2 separate regions of the Sus scrofa genome follow, and region 1 is linked to region 2. Evidence: chromatin contacts called from public HiChIP or PLAC-seq data. All regions are on one chromosome and are shown on one strand. The core of a region is the stretch at or near the end of the contact, and the rest is flanking DNA. Distances in the headings are between cores, read along the strand shown. Region 1 holds the start of MAP3K12 (mitogen-activated protein kinase kinase kinase 12). Region 2 holds the start of ZNF740 (zinc finger protein 740).

What was found. HiChIP or PLAC-seq counts read pairs in DNA pulled down with a chosen protein or histone mark.
Region 1: a contact with region 2 is called in an H3K27ac HiChIP or PLAC-seq map of alveolar macrophages. The contact joins the promoter of MAP3K12 here to the promoter of ZNF740 in region 2. A contact is called at or near these places in 1 of 5 promoter capture datasets (liver) and 1 of 2 datasets of contacts at active chromatin or transcription factors (alveolar macrophages).

What each region holds. Positions count from the first base shown.
Region 1 is chr5:18,714,489-18,718,478 of Sscrofa11.1, reverse strand. MAP3K12 (mitogen-activated protein kinase kinase kinase 12) reads left to right here and starts at 1,270. Exons shown (of 14, transcript XM_003126192.6): 1 at 1,270-1,656.
Region 2 is chr5:18,407,159-18,411,242 of Sscrofa11.1, reverse strand. It overlaps ZNF740 (zinc finger protein 740), which reads right to left and starts at 2,559. Exons shown (of 7, transcript XM_021091710.1): 1 at 1,565-2,559; 2 at 208-723. The coding sequence starts at 216. CSAD (cysteine sulfinic acid decarboxylase) reads left to right here and starts at 797. Exons shown (of 17, transcript XM_021091702.1): 1 at 797-1,172; 2 at 1,263-1,333; 3 at 1,597-1,670. The coding sequence starts at 1,080.

The sequences.
Region 1 (3,990 bases), core at 21-2,520, 310 kb before region 2:
CGGCGCCGTAAGGGCGAACTCGAGCTAGAAGGCCTCCGGATCCCAAGAAAACTACAGAACCCAGGAGCTCGCGCGCGTCATCTTTGTCGCAACTAGAGGGGCAGGGTCAAATATTCACGAAAAGCTTTGCAGCACAATTGGTTATTCCCGAATGGACCTACTTGCTCTAGGTGGATTGCAATTGGTTATTTCACCTAGAGAGGCGGGGACAAGAGAAGGCTCAGCCCCTTTGACTCCGCCTCTTTCTTGAGAAAAGGTTGTGATTGGCCCAGGGGTGATGCTGCTGTCGGTTCCTGGCTGTTTGCGGTCTGGGAGGGTGGGTCCTGCCTGCACGCGGGAGGGGACTATTCTCTGCCCCTCAGAGCGCCAGGCCAGTCAGTTTTAAGTCCAAGTTCATCTCTGTCTCAGTTTCCACTCAGCCTCTGACCTAAACCCTGGCTCTCGGGCCTTCGTCTCACAGAAACGACTACTTTTTCCTAGGTTGTCCTTCACTTCCCTTACCCTTAATTTTGCCCTGCAGCCGGTCGGTTTCCGCTTCTTTTCTAAAGCCTCTTTAGAATGGCTCTAGTGAACTTTTCTGTAGCTGGTTCCCCTACACCAGGAGACCCCCCTATGGAGCCTGAGAATCAGGCTATAATGGGACGACAGGATTAGAAGGACTAAGGCACATGGTGATCTCATTCCCTCTGCCTTGCGTCTTGTGTCTCTCAGCTAAAGAGAGAGCAAGAGAGGATTCTGGCCTGTTAAGACTAATTGACTAATGTGTGTGCAGAGCAGAAGGCGGATGTTGAGGTCCCGAGCTTCATTCCCTCCTCGCCGAAGTCTCACAGCCACTGGCCTGAAAGATTGTAGGGAGAATCTTGTGACCTTGGAGAAAGAGATCACGAAAAAATGTCTGAATCTAATGAGTGTTCTGAGAATGGGTCAGGGAAAAGCAAGTCCCCGCACCGACGGACTTGCTCGGTGCGGGGATGATGGTCCAGAGAAATCTTGGAGTAATAATGAGGGGTTATCCAGGAACACTAGCAGGGAACGGGGATTGAGCTGAATGGATCCCAGGTGGGTGAAACTGGAGTGGTGACAGGGGAAAGAAGGCTGTCAAGATCAACATGACGGGGGGAGCGATGCTAGAGCGCTGGGGTAGTCCCATCTGAGGGGCTCTTGTCTCAGGGTATAGCAGGGAGCTTAGAAGATCGCTCATAGGGGGCGCCTACGGAATCGGTTAAAGGCCGGAGGTGGGACCGCCCCAGGTCACCGCCAGCAGGAAGGTGCGGGGCCCAGACCGGCCAGAGACGAGCCTGGAGCGCGCCGGATGGCAGCAGCGGGCTCCTTTAAGAGGCCGGCGGCTCCAGCGCAGCATCCCCCGCTCAGGGCGTGTCCGTCCCGGGGGGCCGGGGGCGGGGGCCTTGGAAGGAGCAGGAGTTCAAGCCGAGTGAGGACAGGGCTTGGGGTCGGGGGGTGGGGGAAGAAAGCTGAAGCTGACATCCCGCGCTCCCGGACACCGCACGAGCATCGCCTGTGACAGCGCCCCTGGTCCGGTTGAGGGCAGCGGGGGGAGGAGGGAAGGAGGAGGAAAAGGAGGAGGAGGCGGGAGCAGCATCCGGAGCCGAGCTGCAGCAGCGCCGCCTTTTGTGCTGCGGCCGCGGAGCCCCCGAGGTGAGAGCCGGGCCGAGTTGTGGAGGGTTGGGGGTAGGGATAGGTCCGAGACCCGGGACCTGGGTGCCGAGGGAGGGTCGGGATGCAGATGTGGCGGGGTGTGGGGAGGGTGGCGCAGGGATGCTGAGACTGTGAGGATGGAGGAACTGGGGACCTGGACCCGACGCCTGTGGGGATGGGAAGGAGGGGAACCAAGCAGAGGGATGCCGCGGCCCAGCTTGGAGGCTAAGGGCCTCCAGAGCTGAAAAGGAGTGTATGGGTGGGGGTGGGGGGATGATTGGGGAACAGACTTAAAGGACAGGGGGAAAGAGAGCGTCCTCCTCTCCTCCCACTCAACCTCAAGAAGGGGGGGGGAGAGAAGGAGGAAGAGTTTGGGCCCCTCAGGAAAGGGAAGGATGGACAAGGCCTCATGTGCCCCCCATCCAACTCCCTGCCCCCCACACTTAGCAGGCTGCACCTGAGGATTATAGGCAGTGAGCACCTGTTCCTGGATGCCCAGGTGATGGTCATCCTCCCCTCCCCCATTCTTATGTGGTTTTTCTGCCTCCCCTAACCCATGTCCCTGGACCAGCCCTTTCACGAGCCTCCTCCCTTTTCCCTACACTCTGATCAAACTCCTTGGTTTAAAAATAAGCAAGAATCCTTTGCACAGAGTTAAAACTCCTGGGAACCATGGCCTTGGCTGAGGGGAGGGAAAAGAAAGGGCCAGAGGCTCTACAGACAGTGGAAGGAAATAATGGGGAGTCCCTTAGAATTGAGGGAAGAGTCCCATCTTTGAGCTCCATTACCTGCTCCCTTCTGGAAGGAGCAGGGGTCAGGGGTCCTCAGCCAGGTGGAGGCGCACCCAGGGTCTCTCTCCCACCAGGGTTCTCTCCCATTACACCCTGTGGGTCTCTCTAAATACCATTTTCCTTCCAACTCAGAGGATGGATTCCATGGCTCTGGGAGCTCTCATTTTTTCAGCCAGAGGGTCACCCCAAGGGAAGGGGAGTCGGGGGCAGTCAGGAAGGGCCTGAGTGCACCCTGGCTCTTCCTGTCCACATGCTGAAGTTCCTCTCAGCTTTAGGGCCTGCTCTCCCCTATCTAATACTTAAGGATGGGAAAAAACTTCTGCCTGCTCCAGGCTGCCACCCATCCATTCACCGCGGGGACCCAGGTGATGCTGGGAAAACCAACACCAGCACAAGTGAAAATGCGTAACATCCACCCCTAATTCAACCCAGTTATGGGCAGGGGAGGCAAGAAGTTTAAGCAGGAAGTGGCTCAGGACTTCCTGGGTGTCCTTACAGCTGAGGATGGCAGAAACCCTCTAAAAACCTTTTGCTGTTTCCCAGTCCTTCCCCTAGAGGTGATGATGTGCTAGCCTGGCTTTGCCAGGAAGAGGACCCTAAATTCTAGTACCCACCGCTCTGGACTTGCCCAGTGGCTTGTTACGTGTAGTCCCACCTCACCCTGCTGGGCTGGGAGAAAGAAGGAACTAGGGAATCAACCCTGCCAGGAGTCCTTATTGGGGCAGAAGGAAGATACTGTGGAGATGACACCAGCAGGGGACATGGGAGCTTCACCAGGCGGTGGCCACAGACACGGGTCTTTCTGCTTCCTTTGCTCCCAGAAGAACTATGGGCATCTGCGTGTTGGGGGAAGGCGATGAGAAGGCAGGGGTGCTATTCTCGAGAGGACTAAGGCTCCTCTAGGATAAAGAGCTCTTTTCTTGGTTCCTTCTTCACTCTCCTTTTTAATCCCGTGTGTTTGTCCAACTCCCTTTCCACCTGTACCATCCCAGCTGCCTCTTGCTTGGTGTAAGCCAAGGAGGCTGCCTCGCTTTGTGGAGAGGAAAGAAGGGAGGGACACAGGTTTATAAAAACCTACTACCGGTTGTTAGGCGCTTTCCACTTGCTAATGTTTATAGGGAGCTCCCTCCTTGTGTGCCAGGTACCAGGCCAGGAACTTATTTGGGGATTATCTCAGTACTGCTTATAACAATACTAAGAGGCAGTGTGATCATCATCTGTATTTTAGGCATGAGGAAATGGAAACTTAAAAGAAGTAATCTGGGGAGTTCCTGTCGTGGCTCAGTGGTTAACGAATCCGACTAGGAACCATGAGGTTGCGGGTTCAATCCCTGGCCTTGCTCAGTGGGTTTAGGATCCAGCGTTGCTGTGAGCTGTGGTGTAGGTTGCAGATGCAGCTCGGATCCCCGAGTTGCTGTGGCTGTGGTGTAGGCCAGTGGCTACAGTTCTGATTAGACCCCTAGCCAGGGAACCTCCATGTGCCACAAGAGCAGCCCGAGAAATGGCAGAAAGATAAAAAAAAAAAAAAGAGAGAGAGAGAAGT
Region 2 (4,084 bases), core at 1,310-3,809:
AGGGACAGTTTTATTCATCTTTGTCTCCCCAGTACAATGCCTTGCATAAAAAGGGAGCTCAATAAACTCCTGTTGATAAAGACAAATGAAGCTTTCACCAGACTGTTCACTCCCTCACGCCCCTCAGCAGTTAATGCACCAAGTGTACACTGAGTACATGCTGCTTTGCAAATGTCCCATCAGGGCCTGTGATGCAGTATAGCCTACCTCCTTCATTTGACTGGAAGCTCCCTGAAGGCAGGGGCTGTGGCCTGTCTCCTTTCCTTCCTCTAGATCTCCCCCTGGTGCTTAATACAGAGCTTGGCTCACTGTGTTGGTCAATATGTTGACTAAGGCAGCATTCAAGAGTGAAACTGCAAACACGCTTCCCAGAGATCTTGAAGGAGGAGGACTCTAGAGCTTTTTACCTGAGCCATGCTGATTTCTCACTTAATGCAACACAAAAGTTCAGGAGCTTCTTGATCCACCTTTCTTTAAGACACTGTTGTTTGAAGAACTGTCACCAAATCCCTGTAACAACTCCTTCGTGTCCCTTCAGTCCTGCTGCCATATTGAACTGCCTTTGTCTTCACATAGAATTTAGTGTCCTCCAAAGGGAAGATAGATGTTCCAAGAATCCCTGGTCTCTGCCTGGTTCCTGCCTATTGTCTGAAGAAAAAGAGTCTGCCAGTCTTGGTTTTCCAGCTGAATTCCCTGGATGAAATTCACATCTGTTTCACAAACCTAAAACCGAAAAGGGAGATAGGGCTGTTAGGTGCAACATCCACGGGCCCATACCACCAGTCGTGGGCTGAACTTTTGCCAGGCGCTCTTTGTGCAACTCAAAAAAAGGAAGACATCAGTCAAGCAGTTTTTCTTTCTGGGTCATAAGAAACTGGTCTCCGGATAGCCAACAGGAGCAAATGTAACTGGGGCCTCTGGTGAAGGAACTGCACCCGGCCAACTGCTTGGATTTGTCATTTTTGGACGGGAAGAAGGGGGCGGCGGCCCTTTGGGGCTTTTGTGTCCAGTGGGCCGGCCCGCGAAGCTCGCACTCTATTAAGGCGATCAGAAGTAGGGTAGAGAAAAGCTCAAGGCCTATGGCTGGGCCCTTGGCAAGCAGGCAGAAACCGGAACGGCAGTTCGCGCCAGGGCAGGCCCACACGTGCGTGTTCTCCGAGTCCCCCCCCAAGGTACGTAAACTCGCTGCGGAGGTGGAAAGCAAGGAGGCGAAGCCCAGCGCTGAGCGTTCCCACCCACCTTCCCTCCCTCCCTCCCGCCAGCCAGCCAGCCAGCCAGCCAGCCGCTGCGCCCGCCGCACGCACCCGAAGAAGACAGCCGAGGAGCGCGCAAGGTGCGTGCTCGCGCCCGCGTCCCTTCCGAGCAAGCCCCCACTGCCCGACCGGGGACGCGGCCGGACCGCGGAGCGCGCGCGGTCCTAGCTCTCCCCGTGAGCCCCCTCCCTTCGCCACGCGCCCCTCCTCCCTTCCCCTCCCCCTTCCCGCGCGGCGCCCCACGGCCTGCGAGCTGCTGAAGCGCTGCCGTCTACCCGGACGACGTTGCGCTCCCCGGGGCGTGCTCTTACCTGCCAGGCGCGGCCTTCCACTGTCTCCCCAGCCGCGCGGCGCCTCCTCCAGGCCCCAGCACGCCGTGCCAACCCCGTGGCCACCGCTGTCCCCGCCGGGACCGAGGCAAGTTTACAAACACCAACCCGGGGCCCGTTTCCCCGGAAGCACTTCCCCCTCCCCCCCTCGGCCTCTCCGCTGAGCAGCACTATCCACTTCCGCCTCGGGAGTCTGGACGGGCGGGGGCACCCAGAAAAGGGGGTGAAGCTGAGGGCGCACGGAGGGAGTGCAGCTGGTGAGTGGGCGGTACCGGCGCTCAGAAGGACGGGAAGAAGGCGGAGCAGAGGTACGGCGCGTGCGCCGTTGTGTGGGCGCGCCGCGGCGGCCATCTTGATTGAGGGCAGGCGCGAGGGCCGTGAAATGTTGGTTCGCTGAGTGTTCCCTGAGGGGTGTTGCTGGATGAGCTGGTTAAGACTTCTGGAAGAAGCGTCATCACTCTCCCTTCCTCGCAGTTATTCTCCCTATCGCGTCTAAGCCTGGAACCACAAATAGAGCCAGAATAGTTCGTGCCAGGTCTTTTCGCGTAACTTGGTCCAGGTCATCTTTCCCTGAGCCTTCCATCAGGCCCAGGTCTGCATATTCTGAGGGCCGCCTCGTCAGCAGAGAGGGGAGTTAACTTTTTTTGCACGTTTTTGTTGAGTACTCTCAACCCCAATCTGAGAAGGGATGCCCTAGTATGATCCGAGCGCCCGAAGTCAATCTGGTTTCTTTATACCGCTTCCACCTTTATTCCAAACGGTCCAGCCTCTAACATTGGCCTTCTTGCCTGGAAAAAGCCATAGAACTACCCCTCAGTAGGAAGTAGACTGTAGTCTTTGTTGGAGACTTGGCGATGCAGGGTGGCCCTTGGGCCCAGCTACGTTAGGAGCATGGGAACCTGAGCCTTTCTTTTTTGTTTTTTAGGGCTGCACCTGCGGTACATGGAAGTTCCCAGGCAAGGGGTCTAATCAGAGTCATAGCTGCCAGCCTAAGCCACAGCCACAGTAGGGAACCTACTCAGGGAGGCCAGGAATCAAACCCACATCCTCATGGACACTAGTAGGGTTCGTTATTGCTGAGCCACAACTGGAACTCTTCTTGAGCCTTTCTTTAAATTCTGTTTGCGGGAGTTCCCGTCGTGGCACAGCAGAAACAAACTGACTAGGAACCAGGAGGTTGCGGGTTCGATCCCTGGCCTTGCTCTGCAGGCTGAGGATCCGGTGTTGCTTTGAGCTGTGGTGTAGGTCTGTAGGTCCCAGATGCGGCTCGGATCTGGCGTGGCTGTGGTGTAGGCCAGTGGCTACAGCTCGGATTGGACCCCTAGCCTGCGAACCTCCATATGCTGCAAGTGCAGCCCTAAAAAGACAAAAAATTCTGTTTCCAACTTTAGCTATTAGGAAGGGATTCTGCCAAAGATGGATAATGCATTAGTGCACTTGATGGAAGGAAATGTTAATTCCGTTTAGGTCCCAGCTTCTGTAGTGCTGTAAGGTTGTGAGTTTAGGAGAATTAAAGGAGATACCAAAAGAAAAAAAAATTATGAAAGAAGACAAGAATTCTCAGCCACTTTTGGTATACAGATTTTATTTCCCTGAACACTCCCATTTTTGGAGCAATTGTCAGCAAATCTTTGTGCTCTTAAGATTGTCATAGAACAGTCAAAACTAACAGGAGATCACCAGGAATAAATAATTAAAAGTTTAGCTCATGCTTATTTTAATAAATCCACATAACACAAAAGAATAAGAGGCAGAAAATGTTTAGTTCCCTCATCTACTATTCCATGCTCCTGAAGGTAGTCACTTTTATCAGTTTGGTGTGTATACCTACAGGCTTTTTTGTGAGTTCCAAAAACCTTTTTTTTCATGCAGAACATATTTTTGAGCACCTACAGTGCACCTCACAAGTGTATTTTAGACATCTTCTAAGTCATTTCACATTTTAAAAATTGTTGCATAGCACTCACATTTGTCTAGACCCACCCTAATGAACATTTAGCATAGTTCCAGTTTTTTAATGAACAATGCCATAATGAACATCCTTATATAATTATCCTTTTGTATTTATAGATAGACATGTAGATGGGATAGGTGCATTTTAAATTTTAATAGAGTCTGTGAAATTGAATTTCAAAAGTTTGTAACATTCAGAGCCACTTGTGAATGTCCCCATTTCCTACAACCTTGGTGATACTGCAAGCTATGAATTTTTTAATACACTGCCAATTTTTTTTTTTTTTTTTTTTTTTTGTTCTTTTCTAGGGCTGCACCCGCTGCATGTGAAGGTTCCCGGGCTAGGGGTCTAATCGGAGCTACAGCTGCTGACCAGAGCCAAAGCAACTCGGGATCCAAGCCTCGTCTTCGACCTACACCACAGCTCAGGGGAATGTCGGGTCCTTAAGCCACTGATGGAGGCCAGGGATCGAACCCGCAACCTCATGGATTCTAGTCAGATTCCTTAACCACTGAGCCATGATGGGAACTTGAACATTGCCAATTTGA